Regions from separate parts of the Ovis aries genome. Here region 2 is linked to region 1. A link is a contact called in public Hi-C data. All regions are on one chromosome and are shown on one strand. The core of a region is the stretch at or near the end of the contact, and the rest is flanking DNA. Distances in the headings are between cores, read along the strand shown. Region 1 has its middle 27 kb from the start of MAIP1. Region 2 overlaps SPATS2L (spermatogenesis associated serine rich 2 like).

The links. Hi-C and Micro-C count contacts between places; a contact is called where the count stands out from the background.
Region 2: a Hi-C map of liver shows a contact between it and region 1, with 5 times the contacts expected there. The contact joins two enhancer-like sites. A contact is called at or near these places in 14 of 16 Hi-C or Micro-C datasets (blood, hypothalamus, liver and 7 more).

What each region holds. Positions count from the first base shown.
Region 1 is chr2:202,329,127-202,333,192 of ARS-UI_Ramb_v3.0, forward strand. No RefSeq gene overlaps it. Among named protein-coding and RNA genes, the nearest start is that of MAIP1, 27 kb to the left of the region's middle. Within about 2 kb of position 2,070, at least 2 of the 54 cell types and tissues checked have an H3K27ac peak or open chromatin away from gene starts, as enhancers often do. A contact at or near this core is called in liver, where this site is marked.
Region 2 is chr2:202,790,416-202,794,481 of ARS-UI_Ramb_v3.0, forward strand. SPATS2L (spermatogenesis associated serine rich 2 like) reads left to right here. Exons shown (of 13, transcript XM_042244055.1): 13 at 1-719. The coding sequence ends at 212. Among named protein-coding and RNA genes, the nearest start is that of KCTD18, 32 kb to the right of the region's middle. Within about 2 kb of position 1,701, at least 1 of the 54 cell types and tissues checked has an H3K27ac peak or open chromatin away from gene starts, as enhancers often do. A contact at or near this core is called in liver, where this site is marked.

The DNA.
Region 1 (4,066 bases), core at 820-3,319:
CCAGCTGTGGGAGGTGTGCTGTAACCAGGAGTAGAGGATTCCCAGGGAACTTCTGCCCCACCTGGGGAGGGAAGGCGAGAAGCAGGAGTGGCTCTCCATCCTCTTTTTGCTTAACTATTCTTGGAGTAAACCACATGGAACCTGCATTCCAGGACCATCCCTCAAGGAGGTTTTCTCTCCTCCAATCATTTTCATTTCTATCTAAACTATTTTAGGGGGTTCTACAGATGTTTAAATAAGGAATCAAATCTCTCTCTGTGGCAGACCTCTTCTTATGACAGGAAACCCTCATTTCCCAGATTAGGGTCCAAAAGACTATTAGGAATTTTTTTTTTTTTTTAATGATAAAAGTGGCACCATACAAGGGTTGGCTAAAGTCATCTGTTGGTGAGCAGAGGGGGCTTGATTTTGCCCACATGCACAACTTTTTTCATAGGAACATTTCTAAGAAGATAGGTATCTTCCCTTATTAAAAAAAAATCACTGAATTCCTAAGGTTCTTAAAGATCTTGCCATATTCTACATACCAGGCTCTGTAGTGTGGTGTGAAGTTCCTAGGGACATTAGATACCTGTGGACCCTGGATGGTGTCAGCATGGTACGTGGCTGGTCTGTGACTTGCTACAGTGATGCTGACAGGGATTCACTAAGGTCAGGTCACTCAGCTGACTCAGCTGGGAGTTTATCAATGTCTATCCCTTGGCTTGTTATATACACTGACAGGAAAGTTTTTATTTAAAAAAAAATAGGATTTTGAAGACAAGGTCAATTTCAGTCTTAACAGTCCTGATACTGTCACTTTAGGTAAAACTCATCACAAGTTCAAATCCCAGTTCAGTTCTAACCAGGTAGGTGTCCTCAGGCAAGCTTCCCTGGGTTTTGAACCTTTCTGCTGTGACAATACTAACCTTTCTCAAAGGCTTGTGGTGGACTGAAAGTCTAAAAGTCAAACAGAATATTTTAAAAAATGAAGAAAAGAAAAGTAATAAAAAGTGTGTGTCATCCCTTTCCCAATTTAACACAGTTAATATGGATATGATTTTGGAGCTAATTGCTGAAACCAAGCAATGTGTTACCCTAAATGATTTTTGATTCCCTTCCTTTTATTTCCCATCTAATTCCTAGAGAATAGATGATGGAGAATAATAAGCTGTGTTGAGTTGGCAATTTTTGTACTTCTGTATGTACATGAGTGGGCTATTATTAAACTTGTGAGATCAGGGGGTCTGCAAATGTGAAAAATGAGTTTTTCTAGTTGGGTTTTAGCCAGAACCCTTGAGCTCTTTAATTACAGAATCCCAGTGTCTGCAGAAACTGGGATCAATGTCCCTAATCAATCCAACCTACCCATTTGACAGACAGAGAAATGGAGGCCAGAGAGCCCCCTGGATTCATTATTCTCATATGTAAATTGAGGGTGACAGTCCTTACTTCAGAAGGTTTTTCTCTATTTTAAGAATGTAGAGTTGTGTCTGGCATGTAATATGAATGTTTGAGAGGCAGCAATGCTTGGTAATAAAGAGAAAATTTGTATATCAGGCTGCTGGGTTCAATCTCTGGTCTTTTCCTCACTATTTTGTGACCTTGGGTGAAGTAACTAAAGTCCCTTTTCTCATAGAATTGTTGCAAGGATTAAATTAATTAATATACATAAAACACTTAGTGCCTGACACATGGTGAGCACCATTCAGGAATTAATTTTTATTATTGTTATTTTTAAAGAGATTATGTGGTTTATATAAGACTGCCCACTCAGTAGCAGAGCCAAAAAAAGAATTTAAAAAATGTTGGCTCCTAGCTGTGTGTGCTCTACCAAACTAATGTTCCTCTCCAAGGAAACTGGTTTTGTGTAAGCAGAGGGTCCACTTATAACCTCTTTGAGGCCATTTCTGATTCCTATGATTATGATAGAGCTGAATTGTTTATTTCATCCCCCAGGATCAGAGTTTGCAGCACAGCTTAATCGATAAACTGTAAATAGGTTCATTAATAAGCTAGGCACATGCCCTGAGACCGAGAAACAATCTCAGCCACTTGTCTCCATGAGGGGGCGCCAAAGGGAGACAGAAAGGTGGAAGGAAGAGGAAGAACTAGCTGCTTCCTGTTTGCCTCCTGTTCCTGCGGGTGTTGCCCAGCAGTGGCCCTTCACCGGAACCCCTCCCCAGAGGCGGTTGATTCCAGTTTGCACTTTTCCCAATCTTTGCAGATACCCACTTGTCAGAGATCTGACTTTGTCTTCTGCGGTCCTGAGGCAGTAGCACCAGCTAAACTCCCTTCCAAACTCTTAAAACCTAACAATCCCAACCTCCTCTCCGTTCCCCAGCCCTAGGTGCTGGCTGCTTTGTACAACTATTACTCCTGTGATATTTCAGAGTCCCTCTTTTAGTTTTTCCATTCTTTAATACCTAGTTTAATTCTTTATATGAAAGTCTCACTGTTAGGATAATTGGGGTGATTTAGTTCTTCTGACTGAGACTCTGGCTGATACACATATGAATATGCATATTCATATTCATGAATATGCATATAAAAATAATCCACAAATAGAGTCAAGTCAAACGTCCTTAAACATCTCCTCTCTTTCTCTTTTCACACCCCATTCTGGATGTGGTGGCATAAATTAGATCTACTTCAGATTTACTCAATCACTTAGTTACTTCATTCCCTAGACGAAAATAGAATTATTAACAGGTGTCTGTCGCCCTAGAACTTTAAAAAATGCATTTACATATATATATATACACACATGCTCATCTATTGTAGAGTATGATCACTTAATGAAAGCATAATGAAATAATATAGCATAACTATAACCATATATTAACATTTAAAAGTCCTTTCTTTTCTAAGAAAATCAATCTCTTCCATTTTAAAATCTTAATTAGGATTAGATCTCAATTCTCTAATTTTAATCTGTTCGTGCTTCTTTTCATCACTCAAAATTACATACTTATCTTTTAGTTCTTTCATTTTTTTCTTTGCTCTTGACATAACTTATGCTAAGTATACAGTAATGGGACAGTAGATGAATGTGAAAGACATGGTGGAAGAGTTCAGAACAGGAAGAAATCACTTTAAATGAAGAAGCCAGCAAAGGCTTTCCAGAGAAGATGGAATTTGGGCTGAATCTTGGCGGAGCACTTGGACTTGAAATAACAAAAGCAAAAAGCCAGAAAGGACGTTGAGAGGTCTGAGCTGTGTGACCCAGATTCTCTATTACAGTTAAACAAGTTGCTTTCTACATCGAAGAGCAAGATTATACAAAATTCACTTATGAGGTAGGTCCATGAGGGGAAGTTTAAAACTAAGGGTGGACTCAAGGAGAAAAATGTTTGTTTCTCTAGTTTATATTGTCATTTACAAGATGCTGTAAAATGCATACTCTTCTTTCTTTATCCTTTCCACAGCTCTGACAATTTCTCTTTCCCATTCAATATTCCTCAAGACTCCTCTTCCCTCCTCAAAAACCCCGAACCCTCCCCCAACAAACAAACAAGAAAAATATTTTTAATTTCTTTTTTTTATTGACCTGAATTTGCAGACCCTGGTCTTACAAAGTTAAGCAGCCCTGTTGCATTATCATTGGTAATCCCTTTAGATTTTCCCTTAACATCTCAATGAAATTCTCTCATAAATCCCCATCTTTGCTGACCAAGTGCTGTGCAGTTGCTGATTTTGCAAGATACGTGCTAATGTAAATTATGCCTCCTTTGAGTCTCTTTATCATTTGGTTGCTCCCTGCTCCACCTTCTCCATATTTATGTCCTTATCAGAGCTGCACACAGTATTTCAATGAGCCTCAGTGTTCTCCCTACCATGCCAAAATATTGACTGTAATCCGATAGTTGATTTCAAAATTGGTTTGGGAGCTTCTTTTTCTCCTTGTGGTCAAAATAGCTTGCCTTGTAAATGCCAGAATATATTTTTTGCAGATTAGGATTTTTTTTTTTTTAAACAAGGAACGACGTTGAATGCTTTCCGGAAAGGTGTTTGAATTCTTTGGATAGCCTGCTTCAGCCATTAACATTTTCTTTTGCAGTTTAACCTCACAGATTTGCAGGACAGT
Region 2 (4,066 bases), core at 451-2,950, 460 kb after region 1:
ACCGAGAGGCCTCCTTGGGGACGAAGACCCCCGAGGCCCCCGCCCATCCGGAAAAGCCCCGGCGAAGGCAGCACGCCGCGGACCACGCGGAGGCCAGGCCTTTCCGGGGCAACGTGGCCAGGGTCTCCCAGTGCAACCTCTGCCCCACCAGAATAGAAGTTTCCACAGATGCCGCGGTTCTCTCCGTCCCGGCCGTGACGTTGGTGGCCTGAGCGTGGAGAGAGGGAGAAAAAGGCCGTTTTCACTCAGTTTCGGTTCCCTGCCGGAGGTGCTGACCCAATTCGCTGCCAAAAGAGAGTCAATCTGAATACACAAATCCTGTACGGCTGTGTCATCCTCTCTTAATCATTTTTACTAATTCTAATAATCAGCTCTAGCTTGCTTCATAACTTTCATGGCTTTGCTTGATCTGTTGGCGCTTTTTCTCATCAACATGTTGCAGCATTTTAGCCAGGCAGTATTTACTCATTTGTTAGGAAAATCAAGATGTGGCTAAAGATCAGAGGCTCAGTAGCAACCTATGTTGTAGCAGTGATGTCAGTCCATTGATCGTCTTTAGAGAGTTAATGTTGGAAACAAAATTCTTATTGATCAGACAAACATGATCTGCTGAAGACACATGCGCTTTTGTAGAGTTTAACATCTGGTGTTTTTCTGAAATATATATATATATACATATATTGCTTTATTTGAAACAAATTAAAATATGCTGCATTTGACACCTGGCTTGTTTTGTTTTTTTTTTTAATCAAAGCCCACTTATCATAAAATGTACCATGTAGTACTTTCAAGAAAACTTAAGCGGTTGTGGCACAGAGCTTTGAACAATGCTCTTTTCTCTTGGAACAAGGGTCCTTTTGGAAGAAAGAATTCCTTACCATAGCCTTGCCAGTACCTTACACATATACAGATGCACGTGTACCCCAATCATCTTGGACATGACTTGGCAGTTTGGAAACCTTGGTTGCAAGTAATATAAACCTCAACTCAGCCTACTTTAAACAGTAAAGAAAATGATTAATTAGTTCAGTGGCTGAAAAACCCAGCATAAAATTATGCCTTAGGTCCAACTGAATCAGGATTCTAGCTCCTTTCTCCTGATTATCTCGGCTCTCCCTTCCTCCTTAGGCTGATATGTTCAGAATGGGGTGAAATACCTGCCTTGATCCTAAGATTCAGATTCATGTTCATCCCCAACACGGTCTAGAAGTAAAGAGAAGCTCTCCAGGTAGCAGCGGCAAGGAGCAAGTGTCTTTCTCAAAAGTCCCAGAGAGGGTCTTGCATATCATTGCCCCAGATTGCGGGTAGGCTTGTCCCTCAACCAATCAGCAAATGAGATGTGCTAATGGGCATAGACTAATCAGAGTCCACCCCCAAGTTGGGTTGTTGCAGGCTCCCCAAAAGCACAGGGGCTGCCTGGAGCAAGGCTTCTGTTCCCTGAGGAATACAGAGTGGATACCAGGGGCCCACACCCCAAGTAGCCCCAAGTACCCCAGTCTTTGAGTGCAAGGTGACTCAGTTTGGCTACTGCTTCCATCGAACTTCCATGTATCCTGCAGATGTGTTGGCCTCTTTCAAGTGCAAATGCTTCTTTTCAGCTCAATGTTAACATTTTTTCTGGCAGCCCAGGTTCAGTGGGCTTCTCTTCCAAAGAGCAGCCCTGAGCAGCTGAGTCTGCACACCATGCAAGCATCCGTTTCTTCTTTTGCCAAATACAAGGAGGATGTTTGCTCTGTCTGGAGAGAACTTTCTGAGGTCTCTGGGTGTATCCAGAGATTTAATAGGAATTTTAAATGTTAAGTCACATTCCGGGAAGGAAGGAAGGGTTGTTCGTTCAAATAAGAAAGATAAACGTTTGGGCCTGCAGTCTCCATTTAGTCCATCTGAGGCCCTGGATTTATATTTTACAAGACAGAAGGACTTTGCACAAATTTTGTGTACCAAGATTTGGCTCACCACAGAAAATGTCAGCTGAAATAAATGTGGCAGCTTTAAAGACGAGTCAAGTGATTCATGCAACAGGAAAATAATGGGTTTGCCAGGTCAGGAGCACACCTATCTTTGTCAGGGTTGGACCCCCTCTCAACCTTGACACACCCATCACATTGTTCTCAGGGTTAAGAAAGCACAGTCACGTTCCTAAGCACATAACAAATGCTCCAAGTTACTGAAAAGAAACAAGAAAGCATGCTAAGAAATATGCAGACCTGTTTATGTTTTTCCCTAGATTTTGCCTTTCTTGTAGACCCAGGTATGTAAACATTTACCAATGTATATTTTTTGAAATGGTAATTTCAATATATATCTTTGTCTATTCTGATGAAATCATTGGTGTGATTCTAGAAATCTGGGTTAAATTCTGCGATTCTTTTTAGCTGTGTCAAACTTAAAAAAAATTCCATGGGCCATGAGCACTCCAATCTCTTTACTTAAATACAGAGTAGCCAGAAGAATAGATTCTTTTTTCTTAAACATTCCTCTAGTAGAGGTTAGTACTCATGAAGATTGAATAACTTCAAAACCACCTACACTGTATCACCAAGACTCCCATCTGTTAAAGACAAACCTCTCAGTTGGGTTACCAATTACATTCCAAATTTACATTTCATTTGAGAATCTCTCCATACTCCAGCTCAATCATCCAGCCTATTCTAGGGGCTGAGCAAGGTTCAGAGGGTTAAACACAAGTTTGTATAAAATTCATCCTTAATAAAGGCTGTACTTACAAGAGCTGGGGGGAGAGTGGGTAGGGAAAAAATAACACTCTGTATCCAATGTAAAGCTCAGTTCACTAGCAGTTCAATTCTGCTGGCATCAGAAAAAAAGATTCCATTTTAACATTCTTAGCGAAGCAATATCCAATGAGGCCAATGGGGAAAGTTAGCAGGGCAAAGGCAACATGCAGATTTTTGCCAAAGTAAGAGATTTGGGAATTCTGACTCTGAAAGCCTTAATCTCGATTTAACCATGTGAAGAGGTAATCTAGGGCCTGAACAGCTCTTTTCCTAGAGCAAAGTGGAGGCAGGCTTGCGGCAGGTGGGGTGGTTTAGAGGGGAGAAGGGGGAACAGTGGAGACAGAGGGATGCCTGAATTCAACACTACCTTTGACTAAGCTTACTCCTTCCCTCCATCCCTCCCTGTCAATACTGTATCCTCCTTGGCCTGTTTAGAGTGCCCTCTTGTGTCTGGATATGGTAATATTTTCATTTCTCAGCAGATACTCTAATGACAGCATCCATAAAACATATAATGGCACCTTTTTTTTTTTTTTAATAACCACACTAGATTCAGAGCCTATACCTCAAATTCAGGCACAGGTAGGCTAGGATTCCAGGCTGCCCTCGGGTGCCAAACAATAAAGGTGAAAGAAACAGTCACTTGCTCCCAAATTTCCTAAACAAACTATAAAATAGCAAGTGTGTTAGTCACTCAGTTATGTCTGACTCTTTGCAATCCTATAGACTCTAGCCCATCAGGCTTCTCTGTCCATGGAGTTTTCTAGGCAAGAATACTGGAGTGGGTAGCATTCACTTCTCCAGGGGATCTTCCTGACCCAGGGATTGAATGCAGGTCTCCCACAATGCAGGCAGATCCTTTACCATCTGAGTCACAGGGAAGCCCATATCACAGTGAAAGATAATGAAAAATAATAATCATTCAATGACTAATACTTTGCTCTAGCATTTTTCAGAAAGTACTGAGCCATCTTAACTGATCTAATTTGGTGAGAAAAAATAGGAAGAGTTGCTAGCCAGGGTTTCATTTGAAGCACAATTTTAATACTATTCATTGCAAACTATTCAAAGGAATTTTTGTTTTTCATATTTTTGCTTTTCCCAGCAAAGCTTTATAAATCCTAAAGAAGTTTTCTGTCCATTCTTAGTTTCCAAGAACCAGGTCCTTGATCCTTGGAGGCAGATTAGCCCAAATGAGAGTTTAATTTCATTATAGCAGCCCCTCGGGCAAGGCACTCCAGCATGGACTCAGTCACGCTGTCAGAGAAACACACAAGATTCTCACTAATTCTTTCTGGTAACTGATTCTCAGAAGTCCCCTTATCTGTGAA